2 separate regions of the Triticum aestivum genome follow, and region 1 is linked to region 2. The links are chromatin contacts, called in public Hi-C maps. All regions are on one chromosome and are shown on one strand. The core of a region is the stretch at or near the end of the contact, and the rest is flanking DNA. Distances in the headings are between cores, read along the strand shown. Region 1 holds the start of LOC123161042. Region 2 holds the start of LOC123160669.

Region 1 (6,054 bases), core at 2,478-4,977, 320 kb after region 2:
GGAGGCTGGGCGCGCGGGCCGGCACAGCACGGCCCATTTTTTTCTGAATCATATAAATATATATAACCTATATAATTTTTAGGCCCAAATACAGCCCATAAGGACGAACTGCTAAACAGAGAGTGCTAAACGGGCTAACGTGCCGGCCTGATTAACTAAGTGGCCGTGCCTGGGCCTGGAGGCGCAGCACGCGGGCCGGCACGGCACGCCAGCTGTGCTCCGGCGTTTGGAGTGCCTAAAAAAATGCTCCGGCGTTTGGAATAAAAAAAAAGGCGTTTCTTATCCCATTGAGTGTTCCACGGCGGCGCGGCGTGCCTCCATCCCCTCCGGCCTCTCCCCCCGACCCCGGCGGCACAGGCGGCCGTAAGTTTCTTCCTCACCTCTACCTTAATTTCTTCCCGATTTTCCGGATCCGCGACGTATTAGGCTTCTTCCTCCCTCGGATTTCCCGTCACTCCTCGGATTCCCCTGCAGTTCAAGTTCCGGCCGGTGTCGGAGACGAAACGGCCTATATATAGATGGAGGAGAGGGCGGAGGAGATCGATCTGAGCAAGCCGAGGTTGCGCACGATGGGGAGAAAGCTACCCCCTTCTGCTCCGGCCACGACGCGGACTCCGGCGACGGGAAGGCGGCGCAAAGGCCCCTCCTTGGCCCCGCTCTCCGCCTGCAAGCGCCGGCGGACCCCTGAGGCTAGCGGCTGGGCTTCCCTCCCCACCGATATAGTCCACCTTGTCGCCAGCCGCCTGCTGACCGGCGACGTGGTGGACTACATCGTCTTCCGGGCCGTCTGCTCCGGCTGGCGCAGCTGCACGGGCCAAGTGAATGGAAGAGAGACCAATGATCAAGAGTAAATCTGTGTATATCAATGATGACAAGTTACATTTTTATTTGCACTCACCATGTGGTGGTTGAATCATATAAGCACACATAAATGCTGATAACATGGCCACTGTTCCTACATTGGTAGGTATGGTTCGGCTAATCACAAGTTGTCCCAATCAGGTCCAAAGCCGATATGGTACAAGCTAGCCAGGCAATTATCTTGCAGGTTAAGGGTGCCCAGCATCTCCATGTGCAGTCAGCACCGGTGAAGATAGTAAGCAAACGGTACACAGAGCTAGCCGAATGAACTCCAGCAACAGACCAGGGCAGCCGAATGAACTCCATAACTAGCGGCGAAAACTCAGCAACAGAATAACCATTGATCGAGCAATCTCTCCAAAATAAGATGTGCCTGCCACCCCGCAACTGTAATGCAAACCTGACTGAAATACGAGCCTTGCAGAAATATCTCCAAATATTTGCAATCCCTGCCATGGTTTTCCAGGGTCAGTACAACGCAGCCACTCCCAAGCTCACACGAAGCGCAAGCCCCTGGAGCTTTAGGTTTCGATTCCTAGTCCCCCACCGCAGGTTGGCTGAACGACTTTGCTCCACGCCACAAGGCATTTTCCGCCATTGATTTCACCAGTACCTGCCCAAAACAAGGCTCTCTCCCACTTCTCCACTGCTCCCAATACCCATGTCGGCGCCTCAGTGACCAGCAGCTGATGAATGAGCTTCGCACATTTAACTGTCTTAATGGGGATGAGCCTTCCTGCCGTCGTGACAAGCCCATGCTGGCGAGACAAACATGGCCTGAATGCTTTTGCAGGCACAACTAGATATCAAGAACCACCACTATATATGCATAGCATAGACAAACTGCTGGCTAAAATCAAAAGATCATGCACAATGCGCCGGGACCCACCAAGGAATTGACCTAGCCACACAAAGATCCCAACCGAGCGAGCAAGGGAATTATGCATCAAGTGTCTATTGGCACTATTCATGTGAGGTGCTGTGACTCTGTTTCCTCCTTCGGATCAACAAACTGCAACACGAGGAATCCGTAGTTTAGAATCTTTTGTCTTGATGTTCTTCCTCAATTGCTCGAAAGATTCAGGTATAGAGTGGTACTCATGAAACATGAGTCCTTTTGTCCTTCAAAGGGGAAGAGAAGACAGTCATAATGTAGAATCGCACATGATACATGCAAAGAAGAGAAATTAAGAAAAACAGACTTACCACTCATGAGGATGGCAGTAGGTTAGAAGTTGGTCAGCAATGGTGAAAGGGCGCACGGAGGGTCGGATCCTATCCTTCCCGTCATGTATTTGGCATGACAGTGCTAGCCGCTCAGAGAAACCTGTCCTTACGGAGTGCACCACAACAGGGTCACGGTACAAAGAGAAGTAAATGGAGTTGCTGTTCACAGAAGGGAGGTCCCTGGCTGAAACAGAGAGGGACCGATCCCTGCTGAGGAACAGCGCGTGGCCACCGAGGCAGTTCACTGGGATCAGCTCACCGCGGTCGATGTCCAACGCAAATAGCTTATAGGCATTTTGCTGTAAGGGCTCCACGCCACAATGTTGTGCAGTTAAATGGTGGATGGCAAGCAGCACTCGCCCACCAGACTCCACGAGGAAGTAGTTGCATAGGCTCGGATCACCAAAATTATTTGGAACATGAGCAAGCACAGGATGTGGTGATCTCGGATACAGCTGCATGATCTTCCTTGAGCCACCCTTGACGACTGTCGCGTAAAGCCTTCCTTGGAAGGGCAAGATGCTCCTAAGGAAAAGCCCTCGGTGGAGGACCTCCCAAGTTGGGCGGCCAGCCTCGGCGCCGATCACCACATGTGTCCACGGGAACCATGCCACCACGGCAATGGAGGTCGCGGACGCGCTGCAGACCGCGGCATTCATGTCAAGCAGAGAGTTCCGGTTCCTGACCGCGTCGTGGAACACAGGGACAAGGGACGGGAGGTCGACCACGACCCGTGTGAAGGGATGCAGCACCCGGACGGCGGCGGTGCGTTTGTTCAGAAGAATGATCAGTCCCTGGGTGAAACCGACGATCCTGTGGCGCCGGAGCTCCGGCAGGCGGACGCGGAGGCGCCTGGCCGTCCGCGTGTGGAAGAAGCTGATCTCGCCGGCGTCGTCCGGGCGTACCCCGTCGCCGTCGCAGAGGGCGACCCAGCCGCGCGGCAAGAGGTCCGGTTTGCGCAGGGTGGGGTCGCGCGCGTCGCTCGTGCAGCTGCGCCAGCCGAAGCAGACGGCCCGGAAGACTATGTAGTCCAGCACGTCGCCGGCCAGCAGGCGGCTGGTGACGAGGTGAACCACATCGGTGGGGAGGGAAGCCCAGCCGCTTGCCTCAGTGGTCCGCCGGCGCTTGCAGGCGGAGAGCGGGGCCAAGGAGGGGCCTATGCGCCGCCTTCCCGTCGTCGGAGTAGAAGGGGGTAGCTTTTTCCCCATCGCGCGCGCTCGACCTCGGCTTGCTCAGATCTCCTCCGCCCTCTCCTCCATCTATATATAGGCCGTTTCGTCTCCGACACCGGCCGGAACTTGAACAGCAGGGGAATCCGATGAGGGACCGGAAATCCGAGGACTGAGGGGAAATCCGAGGGAGGAGGAAGCCTTCGACGTCGCGGATCAGCAGAAAATTGAGCAGGGAAGAGGTAGGTGAGGAAGAAACTTACGGCCGCCGTTGCCGCCGGTGTCGGGGTGAGAGGCCGGAGGGGATGGAGGCACGCCGCCGTGGAACACTGAAGAAACGCTTTTCTTTTTTACTTTAATCCACACGTCGGAGCAGGGTGCTGTGCCGGCCCGCGTGCTGCGCCTCCAGGCCCAGGCACTGCCGCTTAGTTAATCGGGCCGGCACGTTGGCCCGTTTAGCACACTGGTCTGTTTAGCAGTCTGGCCTTATGGGCTGTGTTTGGGCCATTTTAGGCCCTTTAGGCTGATTATATAGGCTATATATATAATTTAGAAAAAAATAGAAAATCAGCTCAAATGGAGAAAATAGAAAATTTAAATGGGTCGTGTCGTCCCGGTCCGCATGCCCAGCCTCCAGGACCAGGCACGGCCCCAGACATGCCGCATGTCGGGCACAACTTGTTTAGCCCCTGCCGTGTCTAGCCCATGGCGGGCCGTGCCGACGTGCTCGTGGGCTGGCCTGGTTGGCCCGTAACGTTTGACCAGCTTTGCACAGGAGGGGATGGAAAAGTAACTCACTTGGCAAGTCCGCCAACCGCGGGCATGCCCAGACGCATCCACAAACAGAGTCGGGCGGCCCCCGAGGCAGCCACACTCCATAAATTTAAACCCTCAAATTCATGGCATTTATTACAACACAAAATTTATCACAATTCAATAACTCAACAATGCAACAAAGCAAAAAAAGCATGGTTCAACAATCCGGACATGCTAAAATAAAATTCAAGTCCGGGCCATGGCTAGCCAACTTGATGGATCACTCGTCGGACATCATTTGTTGTCTTGACTGATACAACCTACACTATCTTAGAGCAAGTCCAGCAGTTCCCTTGAAATTTCTCCTCTATATCTCAAAACAGGGGACTCCACTAAAAAGATTCTTCCCTAAAAATTGCTCAACTCCAGCAGTTCCCCTAAACATCTCCCTTATTCTATATTTTAAGAGTATTTCATAACTACCAACGGCTAGGTTTCCAACGGCTAGGTTTCCAACGACTAGTTTCGGCTCTACAAATACATGATCAACCTTCATATCTCTCACAATCCTGATCGTGCCTCCTCTTCTGCTTCTCTTTCGCCATCTCTCCACAACGAAACGACTCACCGTCAAAGTTTGGCCCGGCAATTTTGCGAAGATTCCTCCTCCGAAGATGAGGAACTCATGATGGCTGCAATTGTAGCAGAGGAAGAAGAAGCCCGGCTGGATGCTCCACGACATGGAGGTTCACAACCGGGACGTCAATCTCTTCAACGCGATTTTGCGGAACGCTTTCAGAACCTCCACAAGGACTATTTTGCAGAGAACCCCACCTTCAAGGCAAGGATGTTTTGCAATAGGTATGAAACTGGTGCATATGTTTCTTTTTCACCATAGTAGTCGCTCTTCATGTCTCATTTAAGTTTTTATTCACAGTTATAGAATGCATCGTCCTCTTTTTCTGCACGTAGCAAGTGCTATAGAGGCACGTGATGGCTATTTTTCTCTGAGAAGAAATAGTGTTGGTGTTCCTGGTTTACATCCTTATCAAAAATTGACCTCAGTATTTCGAATCGTAGCTTATGGGATAGCAGCTGATCTTACTAATGAGTATTGTCGGCTAGCAAAGTCCACCGCTTTAGAAAATCTTAGAAGATTTGTTCGTGTTGTGATTGAGGTCTTTGGGAGGTCAGTACCTGAGATCTCCAAATGCTGAAGATACTGCTAGATTACTTGCAATTGGAGAGCAAAGGGGGTTTCCGGGTATGGTCGAAAGCATCGACTGCATGCATTGAAAGTGAAAAAATTGCCCTACTGCACACAAAGGTTTTTTTGTTGGCCATAAACGCGTACCCACGGTCATTCTTGAAGCCGTTGCTTCACAAGACCTTTGGATTTGACATTCTTTCTTTGGTTTACCAGGATCTCATAATGATATAAATGTTCTTCACTGACGGTGTCCTGGACTAGGGGGGTACTCACCACGTCGTCTCCCGATCAGGTGGATTGGGCCGAGGATCCCCATGGCCGTATACTCATGGGCCAGTCCGGACAGTTGCCCCATACAAGGAAGATTCCACAAGACTTGGCGATCAAGACAAGGACTCCTCCCCCACCGGCGTATCCGGCTAGGACTCTTGTTATCCTAGGCCTATGGTGCATTATATAAACCGAGGCCAGGCTAGTCGATAGAGATATACAACAACAATCATACCATAGGCTAGCTTGTAGGGTTTAGCCTCTCTGATCTCGTGGTAGATCAACTCTTGTACTACCCATATCATCAATATCAATCAAGCAGGACGTAGGGTTTTACCTCCATCAAGAGGGCCCGAACCTGGGTAAAACATCGTGTCCCTCGTCTCCTGTTACCATTGATCCTAAGACGCACTGCTTGGGACCCCCTACCCGAGATCCGCCGGTTTTGACACCGACATTGGTGCTTTCATTGAGAGTTCCGCTGTGTGATCGGCGAAAGGATCAATGGCTCGACTGCAGGTCAACTGCGAAGTCGGCTTCTTCGTCACCAGCTCGACTGGT
Region 2 (5,913 bases), core at 1,391-3,890:
GTTAATTAGACGTGCATCCATTCAAGCAATCTATATTCCGGATTGTACCTGGCAGTGATACAAAGACGACTTGGGAGTGACGTATTACCGATGCCGAGGATGACGGTGAAGCTGACGCCGATGGTTCAACATGCCCTCCTCTTCCTAGACATAGCGCTGTCACGTGAGGCACAGTGAGTATCAATTACTATAAAAATATAGTTCAATTCTAAATACTCCCAAAGAATACAGAGAGAGTAAACCAAATGGAAAAAACCTGCTAAACCGAGTAAACTACTTGATTGAGTAGATTAGTCAACGGTTGCCAACCATATAACCGAGACAAGTAGTTCATACAATACACCATTTGCTCTTTCTACAGGTATGTAGCGAAGTGAAGGAATCTATAATAGAGGACATCACAATTTAATTGCAGGACCAATACACACAATGCTCTTAAACAGATATATTTATGTTCATTTACAATTTCTCCGTATGGGCACATATAAAACAAACTATGAAGGAGCTATGCAGGGATCAACAACAGGCTACAGGAGTACATATAGCCAACAGTCACATATATGAACATCAAGCCTGCACGATCATAACCGGGATTAACCCAAAATCAAATGTCTCAAGCTTTTTCATACCTTGAAATCGACAGCATTAGAGATAGAGACATTCATATTTGCATATGCAAAAACCAAAGAACTAAACATCAACCGCGTGCAGGGCAGACATATACGTGGTTGAATGAGTTTGTATTAGGAAACTTGGCGGCCAAGATGAGTACATGCACAGGAAAATGCTCTCAACACTCCATTGAGTTTCACTACAAATAAAACTGAAAAATGCCATTGAATCACCAACAGCAGGATAATACATACAACATGCCTAGGTACGTTGTTGCAACATACAGTCTTGATTCAACTTCCTCTAACCTGCCTTCACTGAGGAAGAACATAAAATCAGATCGACAAAATAACTAAAAAAAAATGACACACCAATGATCCTAAGTCACCTCAAGGTAGCTAGATCCTACAAGAAACAGTGTGGTCATGGAGTAAAACTATAGTCATGGAGTAAAACATAAACATGCAGCCATCGTTTCTAGGAAAAAACACATGGATATACAAATGGAGAAGCTTGCCACTTTGCCTTATCTTGCAAGAAGTAGAACTCTTAAATGAAAAAATGCACATTGCCAAACTTTTACAGAGTATACGGGCGCACAAAATAATCCTTCGTTGCTTCATACTCAAATATTCTCTAAAACAAAAGGTATAAGTTTTTAATGCTAAATGAATACTTTCTATAGCTTTGTAATTGGTTAAATTTATCTGTTGCAAGAGGAGGGCATGAAACCATCTGATGACACCAAAAAGGATCAGTCATAAAACAATTGAGGAGAAAATGTTCAAAACTCACGTCTATTGCGGGGTCATGGCCTCATGGGCAAGATGGGGAGGGGGAGGCGGAGGCTCACCTTGCTTCAATGCCCTTCACATCCATGCTGTAGCGACCTCTAGCAACAAATAAATGGAACATGTATGACTAATTGGAGTAAAATATACAGTGATTAACCATATGTCATACATGTGTAAACAAAAAAATGGAAGATGTATGACTAATTGGAGTAAAATATACATTGATTAACCCAAGGGTAATATTTGCAGATGTTTGCAGTGTAGTTGATCATGCACTACATATCAACAGGTATGGACAATGACAAGGAGGTGCTACTGCTCTTCGATGCAACAATCTTTTATTCCTAACTTGTATTCCTTAGAGGCTTTTATTCAAAATTAATAAGTTTCTGCTGTTTCAGAAGTTACATAACACACAAGAGGACATCAACTACGGATTTGTAGACTCTGCTGGATAACTGTATGCTTTTTGTAAGAGGGACGTCATTAGAAGACTTGCATTAACCTAAAGCCTGGCCGAACTATGAACTATCAATCAGCTGATCTCAAAGGAACTGTATCAAGTGAGTGCAGTACGTCAGTTTACAAAAAAAAGGTGAACAGCAAGCAAGCAAAAAATTGACGGGGGCTCACCTCCAGGTCCTCAAACGAGGCACTTTGTGTTCCCCGACAGCAACTTGGTGGCCGAGGCGAGCTCGGCCTCCGACCGGCCAGCACAGCACCCCCGTCGGCGACTTGGTGACGCGTGAGATGCAGGCGTTAGGCACCAGATCCGGCACTGGCTTGCCGCCGAGGATGAGCCGCTTCCCGGTGTGACCTTCCTTGGCGCTGGCCCGCCGCCAAGGAAGATCCAATGACGGAGCTCCACCTGGCATCCTCCCGTCGACGGCGTGAGGCGCGCTCCGCCGGGAATAGCAGCGTGGGCTTCCTTTCCTCCTGAGGCGTGACGCGCGAGCTCGACGGGGAAGCGGCGGCGCAAGCGACAGGCCCTCGATGGCGACCGCGGGGCGAGCGGAAGAGGCGGATGGCGACCGCAGCACGAGCGGAAGAGGCGGCTGGGGAGAAGGAGGGGAGGGCGAGTCGGCGAAGGCGGCGATGCGACGGCAGGGGAGGGCGAGGGAACGGGCGGCGGCGGCGGCAGGGGAGGGCGAGGGAATGGGCTAGGGTTAGGAAAGTGGGGCGCAAAGAGGAGGGGGAAGTAAGGAGAGGAGCAGAGAGGATGACGCGCTGGGTGCCCCCCACCTCATGGACTCCCTCATCCAACCAGCGCACAGCACGCACAGTGCCACCGCCGGAAAACCCCAAAATACCCTCGGCAGGGCAGGGAAATTTCGGCGGTGGCATGGGATCTTTTACCAGCCGAGCATGCCGACGGGCCGCACAGGACACGCCCCAGCCCAAGCAAATGACATGCGGGCCCCATCTGCTGGTTACCCCACACGCCAGCGAGACCGGAACGAGTCCGCGAAGTGAGAGAGACCGGGAGAGGGCAGTAACTATTCATTGCTATAGGCGCGGTGGGTCGATCCGACGGCCAGAATCTTTCACCGCATCGATCGAACGGTCTGAAACGCATCAAGCAAAATGATCCAACGGCCAGAAATCGCTAAGCTCTGAGAGCGCTCGGTAAGCCTCCGATCCCTTATTTCTCGATGCTGACAGCAGGGTTACACATTTGAAATTCCTCTCAGATAGCCTTCTATATCTGATTGCTGGAGCAAAGAAATGCTCATGGGCTTATTCTATTCAGCATCGGCGCTTCTGAAGAGTGGCAACACCCAACGAGCATAAGCAACGAGCATAAGCTAAACTATATGTAGCTCACAACTTCAGGTTGATAGCAAAAGAATTTTCCAGGCAATAACTGAAATTGAACTGTTATTTCTTCACATCTCAAATAGAGGTATGTCAAGAGATTACTGCATCTCTCTTGGTCTCTTGTCGAGGCCGGCATATCCTTTTCTGAAACTGATTCTAGCATGTCTCCTGGGAAACTGCAGCAGTGAACAAACACCATAAGAAATCTCTTCTAAACGTTTCCGTTCGATGAGTATGACCAGTACTCGTTGACCAGCTCGCGGAAGAGAGATCCCTCAGTTTCCATGAGCGTCATGGGCTTGTCATACTCCACTACTTTCCCTGGAAATGTATGCAGATCATTAGTATGAAATACTATGCTGCGGAACCAATAAGTTGCGGAACCAGTAAGTTGGCAATAAGAGAAACCAATAGGTTGCGGAACCAACAAGTTGTCATACTCTGCTACTTTCCCACATTACTATGGAATACTATGCTGCAGAACCAATAAGTTGGCAATAAGAGGAACATACCATCACTCATTGCAAGTACCATGTCACAGCCCATCACTGTTGGTATACGGTGTGCGACAGTAATAACGGTGCAATGTTTGAATTCTGCCTGGATCGTTTTCTGAAGGACGGCATCTGTTGCATTGTCTATAGAGGCCGTGGCTTCATCAAGAACTAAGATACGACACCTTTTCAAAAGTGTGCGCCCCAAACAAAAGAGCTGCCTTTGGCCCATGCTCCAGTTTGACCCGTCTTCCGCAACTGTATGGCAAGATATTAATTAGTACGATGAAGAACACAATTCCAGACATCATGCTAGCAAACCGATCCGACCCATACGCCTAGGACTACAAGCAGTTTGACTGATTTATTGGCGCATGTATTCTAATTTGTTAGGGGCATAAAATGAAAAGACTGAAGCAGAATTGTATGTTATCCTATTTTCTTAGGGACATAAAATGAAATCCAGAAATAAACAGTGAGGTTTCCTACCAAGTGAGTCCAATCCCTGTTCCTTCTCCTGGACAGCTTCAAGAAGTTGGCATTTGTCAAGAACCTGCAACCCAACAGCATATGAATTAACCAATTTAGTGGGTTTTTTTTTTCAAATGCACGTATGGCATATAAAAATAGAATGGTAACATGTCTTTTGACAGGCCCATTTATCAGTTTATTCATCCCAATCAGATAAGGTGCTTACTGTTCTGAATTGTAGATATATTACACAGCTTACCTCCCATATTTGTTGATCTGAGAACTGCCCAATAGGATCTAGATTATATCTTACTGTACCCTGAAAAAGTGTTGGATCTTGTGGGATGATGCCCAAACGTGAACGCAGGTCATGTAAGCCTATTGTGCTGATGTCCACAGAGTCTATAATTATTTTCCCTTCAACAGGTTCAACAAGGCGAAACAATGCACCAATTAAAGTTGTCTTGCCACTTCCTGTTCGACCAACTATGCCAATTTTATCTCTACCTTGAAACTTGCAAGTGATACCATGTAGCACCAGGGGAGTATCTTCCCTATACCTAATCTGTCAAATGAAAATCAACCACACACATCTGTCAGAATATTTGAAGGGTTTCGCCTAGTCAGGCATACATGCATAATTTCATATTCGATTACCTTCAAATCTTTAAGCTCCACACTGCCAACCTGGGGCCAATCTGGTGCTGGTCGGTTTTCTTCAATAACTTCTGCTGCTTCACTCCGAATGTCCATGTACTGATTCACCCGTTCCACAGATATTATTTTGTTTGCAAGGTCACATTGCTTTTGAATAGAACTAACAAAAGAATTATTTAGGGAAAGGCCGTAGGACAATGCCATTCCAACAAAACCTGTGTCAAGTATGGTAAAAAGTAATTAGTTTTCTGAGGGTAATGTTGATTTCTTTATAATCCTGTGCATATTAAATGTATATTTACAATGACAGTGGCACATAGACATTGAGCGTATAACGTGTTACTAAACGGAAAATTGGGTATCCTCCACTAGGGTTTTGAGCCATTCACCATTATGCAGAAGGATTCTGTAACTCTATTCGATAAAGAAAGTAGGCTTTCATAACGAAGTAGAGCCTTCATAACACCTAATACCAGGAGCCTACGGAAACAAACAAAAAAAGCCTTTGCAGTGCAAATAACGATTCATTGCAAATCAGATGAATGCAGTGATCAATCGTCATACAGCTTGTAAGCTGGCATAAATATGTGCAGCACATGAAACAATTATGTGATGCTTGTACCTGGAATAAGCTACATACCAGGGCTAAAAGTTCCTGCTGGAAGAAGAGCCATGACAAAAGCAGAAGAAGAAAGAACCGCAGCACTCATTATTTCCAGACGTTGAATCAACCATTCAGTTGCTGCAAAATTAAAGAAGTACGGACCAGCATTCTTGTCAACTAGCTCCAGATTTTTAGCAAAGAAACGATCTTCTTCCTCAAAGGCACGTATTTGTTATAACCCCTGAGATCGATTCACCTAAGTGATTTGCTAGAGCAGACTTGGTAGTGCCATTGATACGCATCAATTCCTTAGCCGATGCTAAGTAATACCTCTGCATGAACAAACATATGAAATGTCAGCCAACGGGAATTGTGAAACGAAAAGAGTAGACGAACTTTACCTCCTAGGTGAAAATAGCAGCATATCGCTTGGTGAATGAAATAACCAAAGAAAGGGGGTTTA

The links. A called contact is a pair of places that touch in the nucleus more often than the background predicts.
Region 1: a contact with region 2 is called in a Hi-C map of leaf, with 4 times the contacts expected there. The contact joins the promoter of LOC123161042 here to the promoter of LOC123160669 in region 2. A contact is called at or near these places in 2 of 5 Hi-C or Micro-C datasets (both in leaf).

The regions. Positions count from the first base shown.
Region 1 is chr7B:13,579,199-13,585,252 of IWGSC CS RefSeq v2.1, forward strand. It overlaps LOC123161042, which reads right to left and starts at 3,728. Exons shown (of 3, transcript XM_044578899.1): 1 at 3,521-3,728; 2 at 2,068-3,391; 3 at 844-1,983. The coding sequence starts at 3,296. The coding sequence ends at 1,866. LOC123161043 (a long non-coding RNA gene) reads left to right here and starts at 52. Exons shown (of 2, transcript XR_006480506.1): 1 at 52-363; 2 at 475-982.
Region 2 is chr7B:13,256,785-13,262,697 of IWGSC CS RefSeq v2.1, forward strand. It overlaps LOC123160669, which reads right to left and starts at 2,641. Exons shown (of 6, transcript XR_006480318.1): 1 at 2,040-2,641; 2 at 49-1,504. It also overlaps the pseudogene LOC123157553.